Regions from separate parts of the Hordeum vulgare genome. Here region 2 is linked to region 1. The links are chromatin contacts, called in public Hi-C maps. All regions are on one chromosome and are shown on one strand. The core of a region is the stretch at or near the end of the contact, and the rest is flanking DNA. Distances in the headings are between cores, read along the strand shown.

Region 1 (6,374 bases), core at 129-2,628:
TAAGCATTAGAAACCAGACATTAGATTATGTGGCCACATGTGCAGATGTGCAGGGCATCAATGAAATATCCGTAAGTGTTAAAGTTACGATTCTAGTAATCTCATGCTAGCCAATAAAGTTAACATCTGATAATCTATGGCTCGCAAAAGAAGACGAAATATCTAAACTACTATATTCACTTCACCTTGCTTCAACGGTCGGCCATTTTTCAAGGAGAACTCTACACAATTTTGTCAGGAAAATGTGTGCCCTATTTGGCCGTTAAGGTATCAAATAGTTTATTTTTCCCATACAAGGCACATTTGACATCCCCGGTCGCTCCTTCGTCCTAAATGGGTCAGCCCTTATAACAAGAGAACATTATGGGCTTATTCTAGTTTTAGAAACTTTCTAGAGTGTCCTCCATCGTTTTTCCTTTTTTGTTTGTTTTGTTTTCACGCTTTCTATCAACCGGGTGTTTGGCTGTGTCCCCTTTTTTGCTGTTCGTTTGTCTTTATTCCTTTATTTAATTATTATTCAGTACATGAACATTTCAAAATTCATCAATATTTTTAATTTAAAAACAAAAATTTGAACAGTTCTCCAAATTCATGATATTTTAGTTTATGAAAATTGTAAATTCATGTACATTTTTTTAGAAAGGCATGAACTTCTTTTTTTAATTCCTGGACATGTTTTTGTAAATTTATGACTATTTCTGAATATTTTTTTATTTTTACTTAAAAACCAAAACTAGTAAAATCTGGTTCTTTTTCCTGAAATATTAGTATCTTCCACAGATGGGCAAACAAAAACCAATCGACCATGTACGTTCGTGGATCGAGGCTTTCCATCTTTTTGGATGGATGCCTCAATGTGCTTTTAAAAATCATTATTGATAATGTTCGCGCGGGTAAAAGAGAGACAATATTGTTGAGCCAGCCCAATTACAGCCTCTTTACCGAAGTATTTTGAGTATTTATTTGAGAAGAGATTGATACCGCGAAGAAGATGTTTTCAAAAGATTCCATTGTATTTCTTAGTCATAGGAGTTACTTCACATTTTCTTGAATGTCGGATCCAAGTCACTGTACTCTCTCTGTAAGTTAATATAAAAGCATTTATATCACTAGGTAGTTATCTAAACGATTTTATAATAGTTTACAGAGGGAGTACATGTTATTCTTATGAGTATGAATAAAATTACATGTGTTTCTCAAAAAAGAAAAGCTCCTTTTTTGAGTAAAAAAAGAAAAGCTCCTGAAAATGCGGTACAATTTTCTCAGTTACGAGGATCATGAGCTGGGCTACACTCTCTGTCAGCCTGGCAAGGTACATGTCCACGACCCACCAGACTCGGCCCAAAACAAGTCAGCGAAGCGAAGGCAGAAGGGCAGCGTTCTGCTCCTCCGCTCTGTTCTCTCGTCTCAGTTCCCCAACTTCCGGCGCAAGCTGAAACCCTCGGGCCCCGACCGCGGCAGCCGCCGATCCAGCCCCCGCCGCGATGGAGTTCGCCCTCGTCGACGGCGAGCAGTTCTCGCCCTCCTGCTCCACGCTCGTCATGGTCTGGATGCCAGTTTCCTCCGAAATCTATCTTTGGTAACGGTGTCTCCTTCTGGTTTCTGACGTTGCTGACCCGCCCCCTCCCTCTCGGCCTCGTGCAGCCCGCGCTTTCGATCGGCAACGTGGGGCAGCTCGCCGTGGACCTGCTGATACCGTCGGCGAAGGCGAGGCGGGTGGCGTACCTCGACGAGCCCTCCGTGCTGCCCTGCGTCGGCAACGACGCCTTCGGCCCCGACGCCGTCGGCGACCTCGCGCTCGCGCTCGAAGGTAGGGCCTCTCGAATCCCGAAAACTTTGTCCTCCTGTGCTGTGCTCGCTGATTGTTTGATGGATTGTGTTAGTGGTGCTGCTATTTACTACTAGTTGCTTGCAACGTTGGCCTTTGTTTTGTGCATACCATCTGTTTGTTGGAATGCGGTGCTGCGTGTGCTCTTGTCCGCTATGCACGCTGCTGCTCGATGAAACGCGTTTACCATGTTGCGTGTGTACTCTGTCTCCTACGCCTGCCACTGTTTGATGGAATGTGTTTCGGCGCCGCATGTACACACTGTCTGCCACACATGCCACTGTTTTGTTTTTATTTTCGAATTAAGGAGCTCTTTGCTCCCGATTTTTATTTCAACAGTTTAGAACTTACAGACCCACGCAACACTATACCCCTTCGAGCAAACTACGTTATTGCAGAGCACTAGGTTTTAACTTCTCAAGGAATAGATCAGAAGAAACATCAACACCAGGGCGGCAAAATAACAACTACCAAAGATAACTGCTGATCATGTGAAACATAGCATAGATCTGCAATACGAGGCCTGCACGACCACCATCTTCCGGATCACCCCACGACAATCCTGAGAGTTGTTAGTCCCCAGTCTCTGCCTCGATTGTATAACTCCATGTCCACCTTAGAAAGAAGCAGTGCCGCTGATTGTAATACCTGTTTGTTTCATCCTCTCTGCAATTCAGCCTACCATGACTTCCAGTGAGAATTCTGTACAATTATTTGGGTAGGATCATTAGTAAAGAGGTCCTATTTGGTCATTAACCACAACAGCTAACTCTGCTGCTAGTTATGGTTTGTATGATCTATTATATATATATTTCCCAAGGAACCCTCTCTTAACTAGAACAAACCTTAAAAAAAGACCAGTTAATCTTGTCATAAGCTTTTTCAAAATCCAGTAAAAAGGCTAACATCTGATTTTCTTCTATTAATTTCATCTAAAAGCTCATACAGTATACTTACATCATCTAAAGTGAACCTACCGTTAATAAGTGCTGTCTGTACTGGAGCAATTATTTTCTCAGCAACTTCTACAGCCCCGTTATTCACTATTTTAAAAAAAAATATATAAGCAAAACATCAAATAAGCATATAGATACGTATTGTTGAATAGTGTCAGCTCCAACACCCTTTGGCAATAAAGTCAAAATCACATAATTAAATCTCGCAAGGCCTAACCTAACATGATAAACTCATTAAACATGAACAATAAATCATTAATGCTGACAAAATTCAGCAGGAAAACCATCTGGCCCAGGAGCTTTATTTCTTTCATTTGAAAAACTGCCATTCTAATCTCCTCTAATGTTAATTCCTCTACTAAGCAAGGTCCTATCTATATCATTAAGAACAACAGGCGTATCAATGTCAATGCAAATGTTTAAATTGTTATTATCAGCAGGACCAAATAAGTTTTTATAAAAAGAGATTGCAGTGCTGTGCATACTGTATGCTTGTATCTGCTATGCACATCAATTGTTTTAGACATAGATTGTTTGTTCCGAGGCAGGGAGGGAGGGAGAGATAAATGATAAACACACAAATATGTGCTGGTTTTGGAATATGTTGTTGAAATATATTGCCTGCCTCCCTCCATCAGTTCAGACTCTTGGATGAGTTGGCTGGAGCATGAAATCAATATGGTATCCGAGCCAGGAAGTCTTGAGTTCAAGACCCTGCCAACGCAGTACTAAAATTAAACGATTCTGCGACCTACATCGATCCCACGTCTAAGGACTAAAATAACCTAGATGTGAGGGGGGGTGTTGAAATATATTGCCCGCCTCCCTCCATCAGTTCGGACTTTTGGATGAGTTGGTTGGAGCATGAATTCAATATATGTCTCTACCTAGTTAGTTGCTGAAATACGGGTATGGCATGCAGACTCACCTGCTTTCTCATTTTTGCGTGCAGAGTATGAATCAATGTCTCATGGGCTGGCTTTCATTCAACAAAGGTCTCCAATTGTTACAGTATGCTGAGCTTACCTCTTTTGGCATATGCTGCCATCTTCCTATAATTTGCGAATTGGTAGCAGTATCTAACCAGTGAATATAATATGACCACTTTGATTTCTCGTTACAAATGCAGGGGATGATGGTTTCGTTTGCAAAAAATGTTGCTAATTTCATCAGTAGCATTGGGAAGGACCATGTTGTTATTCTTTCAAGTTTAGACTCTGGCAAGAGAAGAGTAATTGATGCATCCAGGTATTTGAAATGTCTTGCTACCCAGATTCCATATTTTGGATTTGGATGTTCTTTCAAGATTGTGCCATTAACACGTTTCATCATGCAGTGATATGCTGTATTACCTTTCAAGTTGCAATGAGGATGGTTCTGATCCAGAATGTGAGAAACTAGGGTGGAAGAAACTTGAGGAATATGATCCATCTCAGCGACTGTGGAAATGTCTTGCTAGTCTAGTTGAGGGCGGTGTTCTTTCAGAAGATATGGCTGAGGATCCTGAAGAGATGACCGCAAGTGATTACTATGCGACCTTGCCATTTGCAGCTCTATTCTTTGCCTGCAAGGTATCTGATTTTATTTTATCTCTAATAAAGTATTTTGTCATTTAAAGTTGCTGTTATAACATCTCCCTATGTTATGATAGGCCAAAGGTTTGAAAGTTAGCTGTGTATTATGCTACTGTTCAGAAGGGGACAATATGCCAGAATCTTTCCACTTAGCAGAAGCAGTATGCAAACTTCGAGGTCAAGACCCTGAACAATTCCACGGTATATCTCTATATCACCTCAAGCACTTTTCCCCTTTTACTCTGGAGTGAACCCACTAATCACAAACATATAGTTATTTTATTCCTTTGTCTCGAAGTGCCTAACATCTCTTGCAACAACTGCTCTGGTTTACAGTACTTGTTTTTATGGGTTTACAATACTCTGTTAGGAATGCAATCCTCAGTATTCTGTGATTAAAGTGAATGGTTGGGTTTTCTGTGTAAACGAGTGGTTCTATGAATTTACAGGAAATGGGTCAAATGGATGGACTATTCCCTTGTCATGGAAATCAATTTATGGACCACCTCCCGATATGTCTATTTTCTAGACTGACTGACCTAGTAAGTCAATCTGATATATTTTTTTGAATCTCGCTTTCAGCTATTTTAATTCCAAGAGCAAAACTGTTTCTGAATGAACAACCTCATTCTGAAAACTAGGGATAGCATTAAAGCATAATACAAGGACACTCAGTTTAAGGGAATGACATGTGCAAATGTGTGTGTGCCGCCTTGTTTGCTTCTCTGCAGACACGACTAAACTTAGATCCCTTGAAAGTTAATCTCGTATCGAGTATGGCAGTGTTGCACCCAGTAATTTGTAAACCATTTCGCTACAATTTCATGCTATCTGGATTTTTTGTTCTTTAGCTTTGTTTATTTTTGTTGTTTTGTATGAAATGATCTTGTTATGAATTATTATATTTTCATTTTAATGATATAATTCAGCCTTTTCTTATATTGGCATTGTTGTTGATAGGTCTTCTGCTTTATAAGATTATTTTTTACCCAGATATTGTACTTAACAAAGAGTCCTTGGTCATAGAATATACTCATATACTAGGGATGTTCTGTCCGTCTATCTAAATAATGAGTAGGAACTAATGCCACTTAGAAGAAATACATGATCCTCCCACTTACCGCTCCACTTCAATCCAATGGACTTTGTTAATACGAATACCGAACCTAGCTTGATGGAGATTGGTTGCAACCTCAGAGGCATGTCGTGAACCATTACTGGGAGAATGATCGCTTAAATGAACCATAACGAGCATCTGTCTCACTCTAACAAGTTTGATGAGCTCTTGGTAGATCTGTCCCTAGTAGTATCTACAAAGCAAGCTGAGAACCATAAATTGATCACTCAAACCTCATAGTATTATGCCAAGTTAGTCATGTCATGGAGAAATATTTTGTATTTGAAGATCTGACCAAGTTTTCCGTTTCCCTTTTGCTGAAAAATAACAGAATAAGTTAGCAGGACATCTTTTTCTTACTTATTTCTCGAGGTCTAGTAGAATAAAACTGGTCCACAGGAGATTATCATCTATTTGGGCATGTACAATGGTGCTATCTTAGGAGTGCCATGTAGGATAAATGCTGAGGTGGAGGAGAGAGAATTCGTAAGAAAAGGCTTGTCTTCTCTTATTTAAGAGATCATCTCTTAGCACAATATGTCTCACCACGCTTTTAGGAACATCTAGTTATTGTAGAGGCTGCTAAGAGATAATCCACTGTAGACATGTTTTTATTGTCATCTTTAAATTACATGCAAGCCTTAAGATAAAACTGTCTTATCAACCATTGTACATGCCCTTAGTACCACTGGCCACGTGCAAATTATTTGAAGTAATGAGTCGTGCAAATTGGTAATAAGTGCTAACCAACATCAACCACCTAGCAATAATAACTCCAATTTGTTGATGGATTTCTTTAAAGCCCTTGTTTCTTATTAATACTGTTGTACCATTATCAGCTGCCATGTTGCCATACCACATTATTCCCTGTGACCCATGGTATTAAACAAAGGCCAAAG
Region 2 (6,457 bases), core at 1,952-4,451, 150 kb after region 1:
TGCAGATGCATTTCTCATGTTAATTAGATTTTGAAAGCAAACAAGCATGCAATTCAAAGATGCATTTCTCTATGCGACATAAATGTAGTCAGCGCAACCAGATAAAGATGAGGCTCAGTCATAATAGGATTTCTTGTCAATTTCACATGAAATCGATTCATCATAGTGTACATACTATGAACACTAGTTTACTAATGGTCACCCCATACAGGTACAGAAGCAAGGTTTCACATGAAGCAGTACCAAATCAATGAACTGCAAATAAACAAACCCATCAGTTTCTGGCATCTTCCCCAAAAATATCTAACATCCTTACAACTTGAGTAATGCATTCTCGAAAGCAACCCTTCGTTGGATTAACATTCAAATGGGCATATGACCAGTCATTAGATATTCGACTTAATATGTGTACTATAGAACTGCTATACGTCAACACTCCCCCTCACGTGAGGCTCCCTCAGCCCTAAACATGGACCGAAAGTGGGCTGCAAATTTTTAATTTTTAAATTGGGTCAACCGTGTCTTGAACTCAAGACCTTCAATACCTCCTAGCTCTGATGCCATGTAGACTGCACGCACCAGCCAGTTCACCAAAAAACTCAAGCTAATGAGGAAAGGTGGGCTATGCATTTATACCTCAACATCTACAACTAAGAGCAAGTCTAGTAGAGCCCTCAAATCCTCAAACCCTTAAAAATAACCGCTTTTTTACAGTTTTCGTCGGAAAAAAACGATAGACTAGAACCCCTAAACCCTCAAATCCGTAAAATAATTTAGAGGTCCAACCCTCAAACTTGTTTTGAACCTGTAGAAGTGAGGGTTGGGAGGAGTTTCCTCCTCCCAACCCGCACTCCGCTTCCTCTCCAGCGCGGGAGGGATTTTCATCCCGCTCCCGTCTCCAGCCGCCGCCTCCTCGCGCCCGCCTCGCCGCCATGGAGGCACCCGCCGCCGCCCCGGCCGCCCCTGCCGGCCCCGCGCCCGCCCCTGCGCCAGCCCCGGCCGCCCCTGCGCCCCGCCCCGGCCTGAGCCGCCCACCTCGCCGCTGCAGCAGTTCCCCGACGCCCCGATGAGCTCCTGTTCCAATCCTTCTCCACCTCCACACTTCTACCATGGTGCCCTCGCGAGCTCCAGTGTACATATTCTTCCTGGTTTTGCTAGATAAGTAGAACAAAATTATTGGCAGAGAGGCAATTGATACATGCCCTGTGTATGTGAGTTTCTAGCCAACTGAATTTTTTTCAGGCAAGTCATAACAGATTTTGCTTCAGGTTTCATGGTTTCAGGTTTCAGGTTTCATGACAGATTTTGCCCTGTGCAATTGATACATGCCCTGTGCAATTAGTTGTTTCAGGTTTTTCCCTGTGCAATTGATACCGATTTTGCTTCAGGTTCCATGATTTCAGGTTTCAGGTTTCATAACAGATTTCATGGCAGATTTTGCTGCTAAGAAATCAGTTACAAATAGAGGCTAGTAAATAGATTTTGCATGATATGCTTACCTTGTATTTTTCTTCAGATTGCTGCTAAAAAATAAGTTAGCATGTAATAATTTGGTTTCAAATTTTCATGATATGCTTACCTTGTATTTTGCTTCAGATTGTCATGATCTTCCAAAGTTGCTATTATTTCACTTTACATTTTATCTCCATTGTCAAATGTTTTACTCATGAATTATGATGTATCTTTGTTTTACTTTTCTATGTCCTATTTGATTCGAACAATTGTTGTGATTTGCTCAAACATTGTTGTAATAATTTGAATGATTATTGTTTTATTCGGTGGTGTAATAATAACTAGAATGATTATTGTTTTATGTCAAATGTGATTGAATTTGTGATATGTCATATGATGAAATGTGATGAAATGTGTGATATATGAAATGACAGTTTTAAGGGTTGGGGTTGGGACAAAGACTAGAACCCTCAAACCCAACCCTTATAACGGAATATTCCGTTATAAGGGTTGGGTTTGAGTGTTCTAGTCTTTGCCCTTGTTTTTCAACCCTTAAAAGTGTCAAAAATGGCCAATTCTCAACCCTTAAAACTGGTTTTAGATTTAAGGGTTTGAGGGTTCTACTAGAGATGCTCTAAGCCAGGCAATTGTAAGCACAACATCTAGTGACTAAATGACACATATCTGGAGGGTCGCCCCAGGGAAACTCTGGATACAGGCCGTCATCCTTAGTACAGACATACTGATTGGGTCGGATTCGGCAAGAATCTCATCTTTTGTTGTATCTAAAGCAACTATTTCCCTTGCAGTGAGTTGTAACTCTACCATGATCTGAACTGCACCAGATGATGCTTTGTTGTCCAATTACTGCAATTCTAAGCACAAAATCTAGTAACTAAATGACACACGTATGGAGGGTCGCACTAGACTGATTTCAGTATACACAAAATGGCAGCGAACTTCCTTTTGCTGTTTGACATTTAGCTGAAGAGTTTGTATCTATCTATCTATCTGTTCATGTTCAGTGTAGAACTGTGCACAAAGCTCCTCGGGGTCAAAGGACAAAGGCCAAGAAGCGCTAACCTCTTCATATGGCACAGCATTGGCAGCAAGATCTTTGAGAGAAAACCCGCCAAGCTGGAGCCTTTGGGATCCAAAGAGGCCCACCGCTGCAAGCGTGGTGAGCACAGCTATCCGTCTGTTGAGACCCCTGTCTGGAACAGGTGGGTCTACAGCAGCCTCCTGGGGCGTGCTGCTGCTTGGCTGAGCCTTCTCTTCACCCAGCTCAGCTTTCACCTGCTGTTCGTCCTGTGGAAGCAAACGGGAGCAGGAATGACTTCACGGTTCATGCTATACTGCTATCTGACTGGAATTTTTTACTTCTGTTTCTTATGAGCATGAAGCTAAAGAAGCACCAGATTAGTCTATCCACTGCCCCGAATCTGTTTGAGTATGCTACGAGGACTCACCGTCTTCGGCTCCGCGGAGTCGGGCGGCGCGACGCAGGACAGGGTTCTCGGCCGGCGGCGGCACCGGCGCAGATGGACGCGGGAAGAAGAAGGCGGAGGCGAGCGGCTGCGGAGCCCCGCGAGGCCCGGCCGCAGGTCCGGGAGGAGGAGGCCGGAGCACCTCGAGGTCACACTCGCCATTTTTCAGTTTACGCTTCGGGATGGCACAGCACAGGGGAAGGAGGGAGGGAGGGACGAACTGACGACGAGCCGCCTGGGGTGCCGGGTCAAACGAGAAGATGATGATGTGGGTGGCGCAGGCCGCGCCACGTCGCCCCTAATCGTGCGATGCAAAGAGCGTGCTCGTTTTTCTTTGATTTTTCTTTGTAGGCTAGGAGGACAGTGCATGCTTTGTCGCGCCGTTTATGTTATGGGATGTACATCTTTTATTTATATATATATATGTGTGTGTGATATTTTTTTTAAAGTTATAGAAATTATTTAGTGTTGATTTGTTTGACATGTAAAGGATATAATGAAGTATGTGTTTTATCAGATAGTACAGGAAGAGTGGGCCAAGGATGAAAATCAGGAAGTTATTGGTAGGAGAATGTTTGCTATGACTAATCCCTGGCGAATCATTCATAAGTGCATCATTTTCTTTTTGTGGTGTTTGGTGGATCTTTTTGATCGTGTGATTGAAGAACATCTTTTACTCAATACAAATACATAAGAAAGTTATTTACATTGTTAGACGCAAGTTTTATGTTGGTGATAAACGTGTCATGGGCAACACTTTCATTTTTTTTCAACCAAGACCACACCACCCATTCATGGAAATCCCACCACGAAACCCGGAACAACAACCCAATCAATTGTGTATCCAATCCAAATTAAAGATCTGGATTGGATGAGGGGGCTTTAAAACAGGGGAACTTAAGGAAATTAGAGATTTCATTGCCACAACAAAGGATTGATCAAGTCAAAATCAAAACATTAGAATTGTATGCCTCAATTGAAGGAGAAAGCTTTAAAATTAAGGAGCATGGTGTGTTAAAAATTGAATGAGAGAGCTTCTTGTGAAATTGTTGACTTGGTCAAATTTGGATAACCCAGTTCTAAATTGAAGACCTCAATTGACCATGCGGCCTTAAAAACTACGAAGTTTAGTGTTATGAAGGATAAGGAGGAGTATCCCCTTAATAGATTGGACAAAACTACAGCTTCTAATTATCAATTTTTTTATGCGAGAAAATTCCAATCTATTCATTCTTAACCATGGCAGTACAACGAACACAAGAGATAATAAAAAATATACAATCAGGTCCGTGAACCACCTAGAGACGACTACAAACACTCAAGTGAACCAAAAGTGTGCCACCATTATCGCCCCTCCCTCGTTGGAGGCCGAAAAACCTTGTTGTACTAGACATTAGGTCGTGCTAAGGCATCATAGGACTAGTGCACGAGAGCAACAACCATCACCGATGAAGAAATTCGTAGATTGGAAGGACCAAGCCTATAAACACCAACACGAAGATGGACAAAGACCGGATCCAAACATGTCCACCAAAAACCAGTACAGACCGAATCCCGCGAGAGCTGGTGAAGACAAAACTTCATACGCCCTCCCATGAAGCTAGACGCGTCATCGGGACGGGGGTAAACACGGGAGACATTATTTCTGTTGAGGAACATGGTCGCCGCCACACAACCTTAACCAAGATGTTGAACCTAATAAAAGCAAGAACGGGACCCCTCATGCCGGTGCGGAGCCGAGGTCCTTCGCACCTCAATGGCCCAAAGGCCATCTAAGATGAGGCAAACCGGCGGCGGCACCCACAATAGGAGGAGGAAAGCTTAGGATCTTTTCTTGTGAGGTCAAATATAGATAAGTATTTTTATACTAATTTCTAGAGTATTACTAGAAGAACGAGTACAAAATAAATATCTAGAACTAGGAAAATTATCCTCACTTCGACAAAAAAGACATTGACAAAACTTAGAAGTACATCTAAGCCCTCGAGAAAATCCTTGTGAAATTGAAAACAACGCTGCTCGATTTTATCGGCGTAGCATCGGTTGAGGAGAGACTAAAACTTTTAGTTACCTTGCTGATATAATAAGTTGCCGGTGTTTTCTAGCCTTGAAACTTTCATGTTTTACTTTTCTTTTGTAACATGCGGATGACGCGTGCTTGTCTGAATTACTCTTGTTTTGTCTTCAATAAAATTGGAACTACGAGGGCTTTTTCCCTCCTAATAGTCTAAAAGGGGAGAATGGCAACGAGAACAACAACAGTTGTGTCACCCACACAAAACTAGAGAAAGAAACTACTTGTAGATGTCTCTATTTGTAGCCAGCCGCGGTGTGCGTTGGGAGTTCGGGGCAGATGCTAAATCGGTGAGTGCCACATCCTGATTCGTGTCAACGATCAAGCTAACATCATGAGCAAGAACAGGTGACCTAGCCCACGGTTTCCTCTAGGGGGAAAAATCCAGAAAAAGACGAGGCCGCCAACAACAAGCCCACGATCAAACAAACACCATAGAATGTCGAAGCACGATGACACTGATCCATAGGTTCCTTGACTTTGTCGACGAGTCGTCGATATGTGTTAGATGTGGCGGAGCCACCTCCATATGAACCACACCACAACAAAATGAAAACCTAGCCCTAACTACGCGGTGAACATGCAAAATCAGGATTCCCCCACCTCTATGAAGGATTAGCAAATGAAGGGGGAGACGAACATGATGACCCACAAGTATAGGAGATTAATCGTAGTCCTTTCAATAAGTAAAATTGTCAAACCCAACGAGGAGCAGAAGGAAATGACAAGTGGTTTTCAGCAAGGTAATTTCTGCAAGCACTGAAATAGCGGTAACAAGTTGTTTGATAGCAAGATAATTGTAACAAGTAACGAGTAGCAATAGTAACAATAAGTGTAGCAAGGTATCCCAATCCTTTTGTGGCAAAGGATAGGCCAAAATGGGTTCTTATAATAGGCAAAGTGTTCTTGAGGGCTCACAGGAATTTCATCTAGTCACTTTCACCATGTTGGTTGTTGGAAATATGCTCTAGAGGCAATAATAAATTGGTTATTATTATATTTCTTTATTCATGATAATCGTTTATTATCCATGCTGGAATTGTATTGATTTGGAAACTCAAATACATGTGTGGATACATACACAACACACTGTCCCTAGTGAGACTCTAATTGACTAGCTCGTTGATCAAAGATGGTCAAGGTTTCCTGACCATAGACAAGTGTTATCACTCTATAACGGGATCACATCATTGGGAGAATGATGTGATGGACAAGACCCAAAAACTATAAACATAGCATATGATCGTGTCAGTTTATTGCTACTGTTTTCTGCATGTCAATGTATGTGTTCCTATGACCATGAGATCATGCAACGCTTGGACACCGGAGGAATACCTTGTGGGTTATCAAACGTCGCAACGTAACTCGGTGACTATAAAGGTGCTCTACAGGTATCTCCAAAGGTATCTGTTGGGTTGGCATGGATCAAGACCGGGATTTGTCA

What was found. A called contact is a pair of places that touch in the nucleus more often than the background predicts.
Region 2: a contact with region 1 is called in a Hi-C map of seedling, with 2.6 times the contacts expected there. The contact joins the promoter of LOC123452396 here to the promoter of LOC123452393 in region 1. A contact is called at or near these places in 2 of 6 Hi-C or Micro-C datasets (leaf and seedling).

Annotation. Positions count from the first base shown.
Region 1 is chr5H:533,632,858-533,639,231 of MorexV3_pseudomolecules_assembly, forward strand. It overlaps LOC123452393 (proteasome assembly chaperone 2), which reads left to right and starts at 1,379. Exons shown (of 8, transcript XM_045129041.1): 1 at 1,379-1,544; 2 at 1,645-1,810; 3 at 3,737-3,795; 4 at 3,914-4,032; 5 at 4,121-4,355; 6 at 4,436-4,559; 7 at 4,808-4,900. The coding sequence starts at 1,485. The coding sequence ends at 4,887.
Region 2 is chr5H:533,785,405-533,791,861 of MorexV3_pseudomolecules_assembly, forward strand. It overlaps LOC123452396 (thioredoxin-like protein HCF164, chloroplastic), which reads right to left and starts at 3,202. Exons shown (of 5, transcript XR_006632593.1): 1 at 2,922-3,202; 2 at 2,536-2,760.